2 separate regions of the Mus musculus genome follow, and region 1 is linked to region 2. A link is a contact called in public Hi-C data. All regions are on one chromosome and are shown on one strand. The core of a region is the stretch at or near the end of the contact, and the rest is flanking DNA. Distances in the headings are between cores, read along the strand shown.

Evidence for each region. Hi-C and Micro-C count contacts between places; a contact is called where the count stands out from the background.
Region 1: a Hi-C map of muscle stem cells shows a contact between it and region 2, with 2.4 times the contacts expected there. The contact joins two enhancer-like sites. A contact is called at or near these places in 1 of 15 datasets of contacts at CTCF or cohesin (large pre-B cells), 2 of 484 Hi-C or Micro-C datasets (cortical neurons and muscle stem cells), 2 of 115 datasets of contacts at active chromatin or transcription factors (cardiomyocytes and fibro-adipogenic progenitors) and 1 of 9 other capture datasets (embryonic stem cells).

What each region holds. Positions count from the first base shown.
Region 1 is chr13:9,448,979-9,453,901 of GRCm38.p6, reverse strand. The region is part of intron 1 of Dip2c (disco interacting protein 2 homolog C); the gene reads right to left. Among named protein-coding and RNA genes, the nearest start is that of Dip2c, 170 kb to the right of the region's middle. Within about 2 kb of position 3,446, at least 17 of the 459 cell types and tissues checked have an H3K27ac peak or open chromatin away from gene starts, as enhancers often do. A contact at or near this core is called in muscle stem cells, where this site is marked.
Region 2 is chr13:9,237,721-9,242,530 of GRCm38.p6, reverse strand. No RefSeq gene overlaps it. Among named protein-coding and RNA genes, the nearest start is that of Dip2c, 36 kb to the left of the region's middle. Within about 2 kb of position 3,265, at least 67 of the 459 cell types and tissues checked have an H3K27ac peak or open chromatin away from gene starts, as enhancers often do. A contact at or near this core is called in muscle stem cells, where this site is marked.

The sequences.
Region 1 (4,923 bases), core at 2,197-4,696, 210 kb before region 2:
CCCAACACCCACTTTAAGGCAGGCACAGTGATGGGTCTTCATGGTATTAGGGATAACAGAGTCAGAAGAGTCCCTGGGACTTTCTGCTTACACAGTCTAGCCAACAGTGAGCTCCAGGTTCAATGATAGACTGTCTCAAAAAAATAAGATAGAAGGATAGAAAAAAAAAAAAAACACCCCACCAGTTAAAAGCACTTGCTACTCCCTCCAGAAGACTGGAATTCAATTTGTAACACCCACATCAAAGCTTACAACACTTAACTCCAGTCCTAGGGGGTCAGGCTTCTTTTGGCCTCCATATGCACACAGTGGACACACATTCAGGCAAATACACACACACACACACACACACACACACACACACACACACAAACACACAAAATTTAATTTACATATTATATATGGAACATACATAGTATTACATATTTATATATATGTAAAAAATTTATCTTTCTCCCTCTCCCTTTCTCCCTCTCTCCCAGTGAGTGAGTGGGGAACACATCTGAGGATTATCTATGATCTCCATACTCATACATGTGGGTATGTACACATCACTGTGCCATCTTCCAATGCATGACTAATTCTTTATTCCTAAGAATTTGATGGCTCTGGTGGTTAAACCTTCCATCCAAGCTCTTTCTTATCCCTACCAGCATCAGCAGAGCTTTCTACATCCGACCACACAAATCACAAGAGTATTCTGCTCTGACCTTGGGAATTCGAGGAAGGAGTTTGTATCTTTGGATAACCTTATAGAGCAGAGTCATGACCTATAACATGCCCCATAAACAATTTTCATAGAAAACTTCTCTGTTCTTTAAGCTACTATACCAGTTACATTCCTATAGCAGCCTTTTGCTCTAGCACAGTACACTTTATTTAATAATGTCAAAATTAAATAAAAATATATAAAAGCATTTATGCACACTAAAGATTTATCAGTATGATTCTATTGCTCATAGTTCATTTATCAAAAATCAATCATAACATTTGCAATTTTAGTGACATGACTTTTGCTGGGTTTTGTTTTGTTTTGTTTTTAAACAAAGTCTCACTCTGTAGCTCAGCATTCTAAAGGAAGCGGGCGGGCTGCAGGTAGAATTCCCTCCCAGTCCCTGCCCCTTCATTCTTCCCCTGCCCAGCACCCATTGGCACAAGAGCAGGTATGAAGTATTTGTATAGATCCTTGTAATGTTTCCTGGCTAAAACTTTGTTTTGCTTTTAATTCTGGCTTACAGAGAAAGAAATGATCATGAAGCAGCGGGGAGAAAAGAAGGAGTCCTGCAAGTTCTCACTGCTCATGGGCTTTCTCTTTGTTTTCTTGTTTCCATCATTAAAAGACATGAAAGGTTATTTCTCGAAATGGCCTGTTTTACTGACAATTCTGTATACAGCTTAGGATTACAAAAGTCTAAGAAGGGGGATAATAGGGGAAAAGAGAAGATCCCCAAGGAAGTTAAAAAGGAAAATGTACTTGAGAAGACTCCAGCAGGAGGATTGTAGAATCTAGCTGTCACTTCTATTAACAAGTTCACAGAATCCAAGGGAACTCAACCTCAAAAGCTGTATCTTTTAAGATTTTCATCGCAATGGGAAAGTTCACAGCATCTTGGCTAACAAAGTCCCAGTGTACAGGTTCACATCTAACGGGCGCTTGTTTCCTTGTTATCCTCCTTGCTTCTCCCCCAGCCCACCCTACCCCCAAGCTATTTAATCTCCACTGATGTCAGTTACACAATATAGCTCTGTCCAAATTTGGTTAACCAACTCACCAGCTCTTCAAGTCACATGGCACTTTCAGTTGAGTCTGAATACCTCTGCCCAGCTAAATAATAACCCAAAATATGCTTTGACTTGCTAGTGCATGTGGTATTTTATCCCATAGTCCCACTTCTCCTTGAAGAATTAGATATGACATGTAATGAGAGACTGAAAGGTGTTAAGCAAATACCAAACAATCAGAAAAAAACCTTAGTTCCTGTGTGTTTGCTATGGTCTTGATTCAAAATAGCTTTTCAGATTCCCAGGGACAAACAATTGTCACTACTCAGGATCCCAGCTTTATTTACAAAAGAGTCATCGAGTGCATAATTCACAACAGCTGTTCTTATCAGAACTTAAGGCCAAGTGAAAAATAAAAAGGGGACAGGGAAAAACTTCTGAGTTTATACGAGGCTGACCAATGTGCTGGAGAGGTGGGTAAACAGGGTACCAATGCCAGCTTTAAAGTCTGACTGTATCACAAATAAGAAGGTAAACTCAGATTCTACTAATACAAATGAAGCTTCAGACATTATGGTGGTAATGAGTAACAGCCATAAGCTTCAGAAGCCCAAAGCCCAACACAGTGTCTACTCACTGGCAAGAACAGAGCCATTATCACCTACGCAAAGATAGTAAGTTCAAGGCTGTCATCTTGAATCAAACATAGTAGAATTCAGGGACGTGAATATTATGTCAGATATCTCCATCCACCCCTAACAGTTTATAGATAGTTCTGAATCTTGATTTTGTTATTTTAATGTCCATATCTAAGGAAGGATCAGAGTTGACTCTGTCCCTCAATAAAGTCTTAGAACAAATGGAGCAGATCTCATGATAGCTAAGCAGAGGAAAAATGAAGTAAAAGTAAGCATATTCAAATTCTTACACTAAAATTATACTTTCAAATGGCAGAGGAGAATGTGGGAAATGGGAAGGGAAGGAGTAGGAGGTACTTTGGACCAAAACAAGTGAAATTCTAAAATAATAAAATACAAAACACAGACTCAAAATGACCCAATTTTGAGAATCAATCGTGTCATAAAGCAATTATATTGTGTGCTGCAAAAAAAGAAAAGAAAACATGGTCACCAAACAAGTGTGACTTAATCCCAGCCCTCATGAGGCTGAGACAGGAGAAGCAAATAGAGTTTGAGGATGCCTGCATAAGCCAGTTGAGTTTTTGTTGAACATCATTCTTCCTTAAAAACAGATAGAAGCTAAAACAGAGTTATGGAAAGCATTAGGACACTGGAGCCAAAAAGACTAGAAATATTAAAGACAGCCAACCTCTTTACCTGTAACACAAGAGCTCTTTCCAAGCTAAAATTCCCAACTGGTCGTTAAAGCTCAAATCTTTGAAGGCATTAACTTATTAAATGCTGAAACCCCATGCATATAGAATCCCTTAATGAGGCCAACAGGTGGTTTTGGAACTGTGTAGTGATTGGTTTAAGAGTGTCCTTGCAAATCTGTTTATTTTCTCCTCACACATCTTACCATAGGCTACCAATGGTTTGTTCACACTCTCGTGACAAGACACACGTCAGAAAGAGTTTAATGCCATAGTATTCACAGCAGCTAGCCATGGGATTTAGAATTCAGTGACTATAATCCTGGAACACTGTAGAGGTAGAAGACATGAGGAAAGAGTGCTGAAAGACAGCCTTGTGGTATTTTTGGAAGTCAAACCTATGACTCAGTTTTGATTAAACCTTCTCTCCAGCAAATGGCTTCTGCACAGACAGGAAAGAGAAAGTGTGAAATTCAAACAGGGAAAGTGACTATCTTAAACCATTCCTTTTTCTCGAGTTACCATTGGATTCTGTCCTCTATCTTGAAGTGTTTTCAAAAACACCATTTTCAAACGCACTGGCTAATCCTTCAGTTTTTGCATTCTTTTTCTCAGAAAGAATTGCAAATGCTAAGATAATACCACGTGTCTGGTAGTGATAAAAAGATAAACACCACCACCTCAAAAAGGCCACTTCTAGTAAATCCCTAGCACACAGTACGATGGGTTCACGTTTTCACGAAATAGCTACAAGGAGAGCTAGAAGCGTCTGTCCAGGTTGAAGGTCAAGTCTCATTTTCTACAATCAAGTAGCGAGGGGAGAAAAAGCCCTTTTGGGATGAGACTGACCATATCAGCTGCAAACAGGAAAGCCATGTAAAGGGAGCTGTAGGTTCTGTCTACTCTGGGGAAGATTGCCCTGCTTTAGGAAGACAAAGTCTCTATACTGGCGAGTGCATTTGCTCTTCTTAAAAGACCTTTTAATGATTTTTAGCACTCATTCATTAAATAAGAATTGACACCCTGGCATCAATTTTCAGTCTTAACTAATGCATGCTACACTGTAACCTGGTTGGTAAAGTGCTCTCTTAACATACACAAAGTCCTGATAGGTTTCAATCTCAGCATCATAAACTAGGCACAGTGACACACTCCCATAATACTAGCATTCCACAGGTGAAGGTAGATAGATCAAGAGTTCTGGGCCACCTTGGGCTGCAGGAGACTCCATTTCAAACAAAACACATCAATGCATGCATATTTGCTTCCCAAAAGCAGCTCTCTAATTCACAAAGAAGCTACAAAATAAAGGCATTTAGACTGTCTGGCTGTGAGCACCCCACATCCCTCAGCTTATCAAATGGCTCATGACATCCCAGGAAACAATATCATTCCCACTACAGGCAGGTTTCTTGTTTTGCCTAGCTATAAGAAAGTGAGAGAACACTGGAGATGATGCTGAGCAAAGCTAAGTCACACAAAGGCAGTCGTAAGTCTGCTGCTCTGGATACAACTGTAACGGTCTCCCATGTGATGGGGAAGGTCTACCTCAGGATTGTGCTTACTCTCAATTTTCCTGTTCTTTCTGTTTCTAGTCTGTATTTCTAGAGATAGAAAATGTTTCCTGAACTTTCATCATTAATTAAGGGCTATGACTCTAGATTTTCTTACAGCAACCCAACATAGGAGCCAACGGAAAGACAATGACTTGGGGCTCTTGAAGCTGAAATCATCAGGCCTTCCTCTTCTCTCAAATCCAAAGTCAATATAGCCACCCTGCTGTGACTCATGGTTTATTTGTTTTGTTTCATTTTTTATTTTGGGGGAAAGAGGACAACCTCTAACAAAACAATCTTACAAACTTTAAT
Region 2 (4,810 bases), core at 2,016-4,515:
AAGTTGTTCTCTGACCTCCAGACGTGCTGTGGCACATATGTGATGCCTACCCCCAAACCAAACAAACAAAGAAATGAATGTAATTTTGAAAAGCAAATTAGCATCATAAACAGGATTCCACTGGGACTTTGTGCATCAAAATACCATTCCTGTTAGGTAGCACCACTGGGAGGTAGAGGATGTATATTCTCTGCATGTGGTCCTTGCTCATGTGGAAATCATGCTATGGGAGATTACTTCTCCCAGGTGATATTTACAGAAAGCATTATGCCACTGTATGAAAGCCATGTGTAAACAAGTTTAAGGAAGGAGTTGTCCAGGAAAAAGAGAAGATAAATATGAAGGACTTCAATATTATATAAAATATTCTTTCAGAAGGTGAGTTGTTCTGCCACCTCCAGGACTCAGGCTGACTCTATCCTTGCTTACCTCACACTCAGCTGGTTCATGGAACCAGCACAGGTTCTGGAGTGGATGGAGTGAGGCGATTCCCCCACAGACTCCAGAGCTTGAGGACTCGGTCCCCTGTCTGGGAGGTTTGGGGTTGCAGCCTTGTGGGAGGACATATGTCACTGAGGGAGGGCACTGAGTACCTAAAGTCTCACCTACTTTCAATTTACATTTTCTGCTTTGTGGTTCAAGATGTGAGCTCTCTGCTTCCCACTCCTTCTGCTGAGCCTAGTGCTTGGTGTCACGCCTCTGCTCTGCCATCACGGACTCTTGTCCTCCTGGAGTCATAAAGCAAAATAAAGTCTCTCATCCCTAGGTTGCTTTTGGTCATGGTGTTTTCTCACAGCAATAGAAAAATAACTAATACAGGGTCTATGACTGAACAAACAAAGATTTTATACACAGACACATACATTTACTGATCCACAGGGGGAACAAAACAAATCATGACATTTCTAGGAAAGATGAGTGGAACTGGAGCTCATCGTGCCAAGTGAAATAAGCCAGACTCATAATAACAAATGCCATGTTTCATCTCACAGGTAGGATCTTTTCCTTGTCACACATGTCATGAATGTAGGAGGAAGCAGAATAGTCAGAGGGAAGAAAGGAAACAAGAAAGAGTAACAGAGCCGAGCGGGGTAGCGCACGCCTTTAATCCCAGCACTCGGGAGGCAGAGGCAGGCGGATCTAGTTCGAGGCCAGCCTGGTCTACAGAGTGAATTCCAGGACAGCCAGGGCTACACAGAGAAACCCTGTCTTGAAAAACAAAAAACCAAAAAAACAAAACAACAACAACAACAAAAACAAAAAACAAAAAGAAAGAGTAACGGGGGAAGTAAGCAAAGCACATGATTTGCATGTGTGAAGAAGGTGTCATAATGAACTCATTACATGGTATGTTAAGACTATTCAGGTTGGAAATTTCCTATATATCTAATACTACCTGAAATGCTCACCACAACACAAATTTAGCACTTATTCTCATTACTCATTGACTTAGGGTTTCACTGCTGTGAACAGACACCATGACCAAGCCAACTCTTATAAGAACAACATTTAATTGGAGCTGGTTTACAGGTTCAGAGGTCCATCCAGTATCATCAAGGTGGGAGCATGGCAGCATAAAGGCAGGCATGGCCAAGGAGGAGCTGAGAGTTCTACATCTTCATCTAAAGGCTGCTAGCAGAATACTGCCTTCCAGGCAGCTAGGATGAGGGGATGAGGGTCTTAAAAGCCCTCATCCACAGTGACACACCTACTCCAACAGGGTCATACCTTCTAATAGTGCCACTCCCTGGGCCGAGCATATATAGTCCCTCATTTTAAAAAATCTGCTAATATCATTTATACTGGAGCCTGCTCTGTGCCAACTCTTCCAGGGCTCTGAATAGAACCTACCCAACTATAGAGGTCTGTGTTCAGAGTCTACCTCAATCAGTGCATACCTGGGGACATAACTAAGCTGCTTGTAGGTAGCAATGTGGCTTGGCTGGTAGAGTTCTTGACTGGCATGCACTAATGCCCAGCGCCTCATCAACTGTGCATGGTGGTGCATGCCTGTAATCATAGCCCTTGATAAGTGGCAGAAGAATGAAGACTTCAAGGTCACCCTCTGTGCTTTAGCTTGAAGCCAATTTCAGGTAACAAGAACCTGTCTCCGTATTTGGAATCCTTAGGTCTCCTAACAGTCAAAATTATTACAAATAAAACCCTGGTAGAGATTTGCAGAAGTCATTTGCAGTGATCATTGATCTCATCCTTACCCACAGGGCTTCCAAATCTTGTCTCAGTCTCCTCCCCACACCCAGATCATGTCCCCCCTTTTGGCGCCTCCTGAAGTCTCACTTGTCACCCTCTGAGCCTTTTATTTCCTGGACTTCTATGTAAATTTTTACCTCACTTTTCCTCCTGCTACTGCAGAAAACAAACGAACAAACTGTTGACTGTACCAAGTCTTCTAGGCAAGACGGTATGCTTACAATGTATCCAAAAAGTGACATCATGCAAGGGAACTGGCTGCTTGGCTGCTGTAAGCATGCAAATGGAATCAGAAGCCTTTCTGAGAAATCAACGCAGATGCAAACACTGCTTTGCAACACTCTGCCAGCACAGTAGGCTCTAGGAGACTGTAAGAGACAAACCTAGACCCAGCTTCTGAGGACACTCCAGATAGCTATGCCTCACAGCAGCATCAGAATAGAAGCTGCCCCGTCTCCCGGGTTGAGCGCACCCACGATCCTCCCACTCGGCCCGCTGAAGTCACTGACTCCGAGATGAGTCTCTCTCCTGACTCGTGATGGTGACTGTCCTCTGAGTCAGAGAAGGTTCACTCATATTCATTCACATGTTCATCTGCTCAGGCATTCATTGAATATTTATTGTCTAAATTATGTAGACTGTAGACAACGGAGGCAAAACAAAGAAGAGTTTGGCTGTCACAGTTGCTTTGGCTTGTGTCACGGGGCTAAAGTGGAAAGTCACTGTGGGGGTTGCCATGGTATTGGTAAGCCAGTCCAAGCTGGAGAGGACCAGAATTGTCCCTGGAGGAGACAAGCATTCAGTTCAAGTGCTCTTGGGTCCCAGTGACTTGCAAAACCACACAGGTCACAGGACCCAAGTGACCCTAAAGCCCAGCACGCATGTGTCATGTTACAGTTCCGATCTGAAATGTCTTCTACAAACTCATGATATTGACGGGTGACCTCCAGGTGGTGGCGCTGTTTGGGGTGGGGTACCTTTAAATGGTGGAGTCTAGTTGGTAGAAGTAGAAGAACAGGAGTTGGACTCAGTGGTGTGAGGTCATAGCTGGCTCCTAGTTCCTGCCTTGCTGACCCACAATACTCATGCAGCCACGAGCTGAGTTGTTCCACCACACCTCCTCACTGTGATGAACTGAAAATGTGAACCAAAATAACCTTTCACCCCTTGTGCTATTCTTTAGGTGATCTTTCACAGCAATACAAAGGTAACTAGCATGTGTCAGAAGCCCAAGAGGCAGGCTTACTTTCTGTTATTTTCTAAATGTGTGTGCAAGTTCATGTGTGCCTGATGTATGTGTATGTGTGTATGTGTACAGAGGACAGCCTAAAGCTCTTATTCCTCGGGTGTCCATCAACCACCATTTTTCAAATTACATTTATTTATTTATTTATTTACATACATATATGGGGGTGCAATGGATGGCATAGCACACGTGTGGAAGTCAGAAGAGACTCTCTCTCTCTCTCTCTCTCTCTCTCTCTCTCTCTCTCTCTCTCTCTAACAGGGTCTCTCACTAGCCTGGAATTCACCAAGCAGGCTAGACGACTTGGCCAGCAAGCCCCAGGAATCTGCCTGTCTCTGCCTTACCAGTGCTGACTGGAATTACAAGTGTACACCATCACACCAGACTGTTTGTTGTTGTTTGTTTGTTTGTTTGTTTGTTTTCTTTTAACTTGGGTTCTGGGAAATCAAACTCAGGTTCTCCTGCTTGAAAGGCAAGCCCTTTGCCAACTGAGGGCCAGCCCCAGCTCACCACTTCCTAATCTTAAGATGCTGGTCTTAGCCTGCTCATATACTTATTCTTCCTGTGTCTATTTCTCCCCACAGTGAAATGAGTCCATTCAAACCAGATTAGATTATGTTAAATGCAGGTTTATTGGGAGGATGCTTTCAGGAGGATGAATTCACTGGCCCCAAGGACCTAGGCCAGGGAAGTCACCGTGGGGAGAAAAAGGGGGTGGGGGAAGGGAGAGGGTACAGAAAAAGAGAAGGAGAGAGAAAGAGGGAGAGCAGGGAGACCAAAATGTCTGGATTATACAGAGAGGAGCCTCTGAAAGAAGGGCCGCCCAGCCTCTGGGCTAGAAAGTTTAGGGTTGGGGGTGGGGTATACCAGGTAAGGACTGAGGGATGCTGGGAGAACCTGGAGGCCAGGCCTGCTTTGGTGTGTAAAATATGCACCTCAGTCCCTTGTCCCTGGTCCTAAACAAAAGAAGACCTACAGAAAAGACAGAAAGCCAGTTTTACAACTGTGTCTGTGCTTTAGAACAAAATAACGGACTCTGGTGCTTTGGGGAGTCCATAAAGGCGGCTGGGATGAGAGACAGGCCGTCACTAGGACCCACAAGGCATTGTGCCAGGAAGGGCCAAAACAGGAAGCACCCACTCCCATCCAGGACCCAGGACCAGATCCTGAAGCCCCATCTCCACTCCAGGGAAACGGAAAACAATCGTGGCCACCAAATGCATTTACAACCTAGCCGAAACCTAGAACCATAAGAGGATAAAAGCTTCCACCCAGAACAGCGGGATATAGTGAGACTGGCAGCAGATAGCTGTTTAAAAGCGTATCGCAGAAGCCAGGCACAGAGAGAGGCAC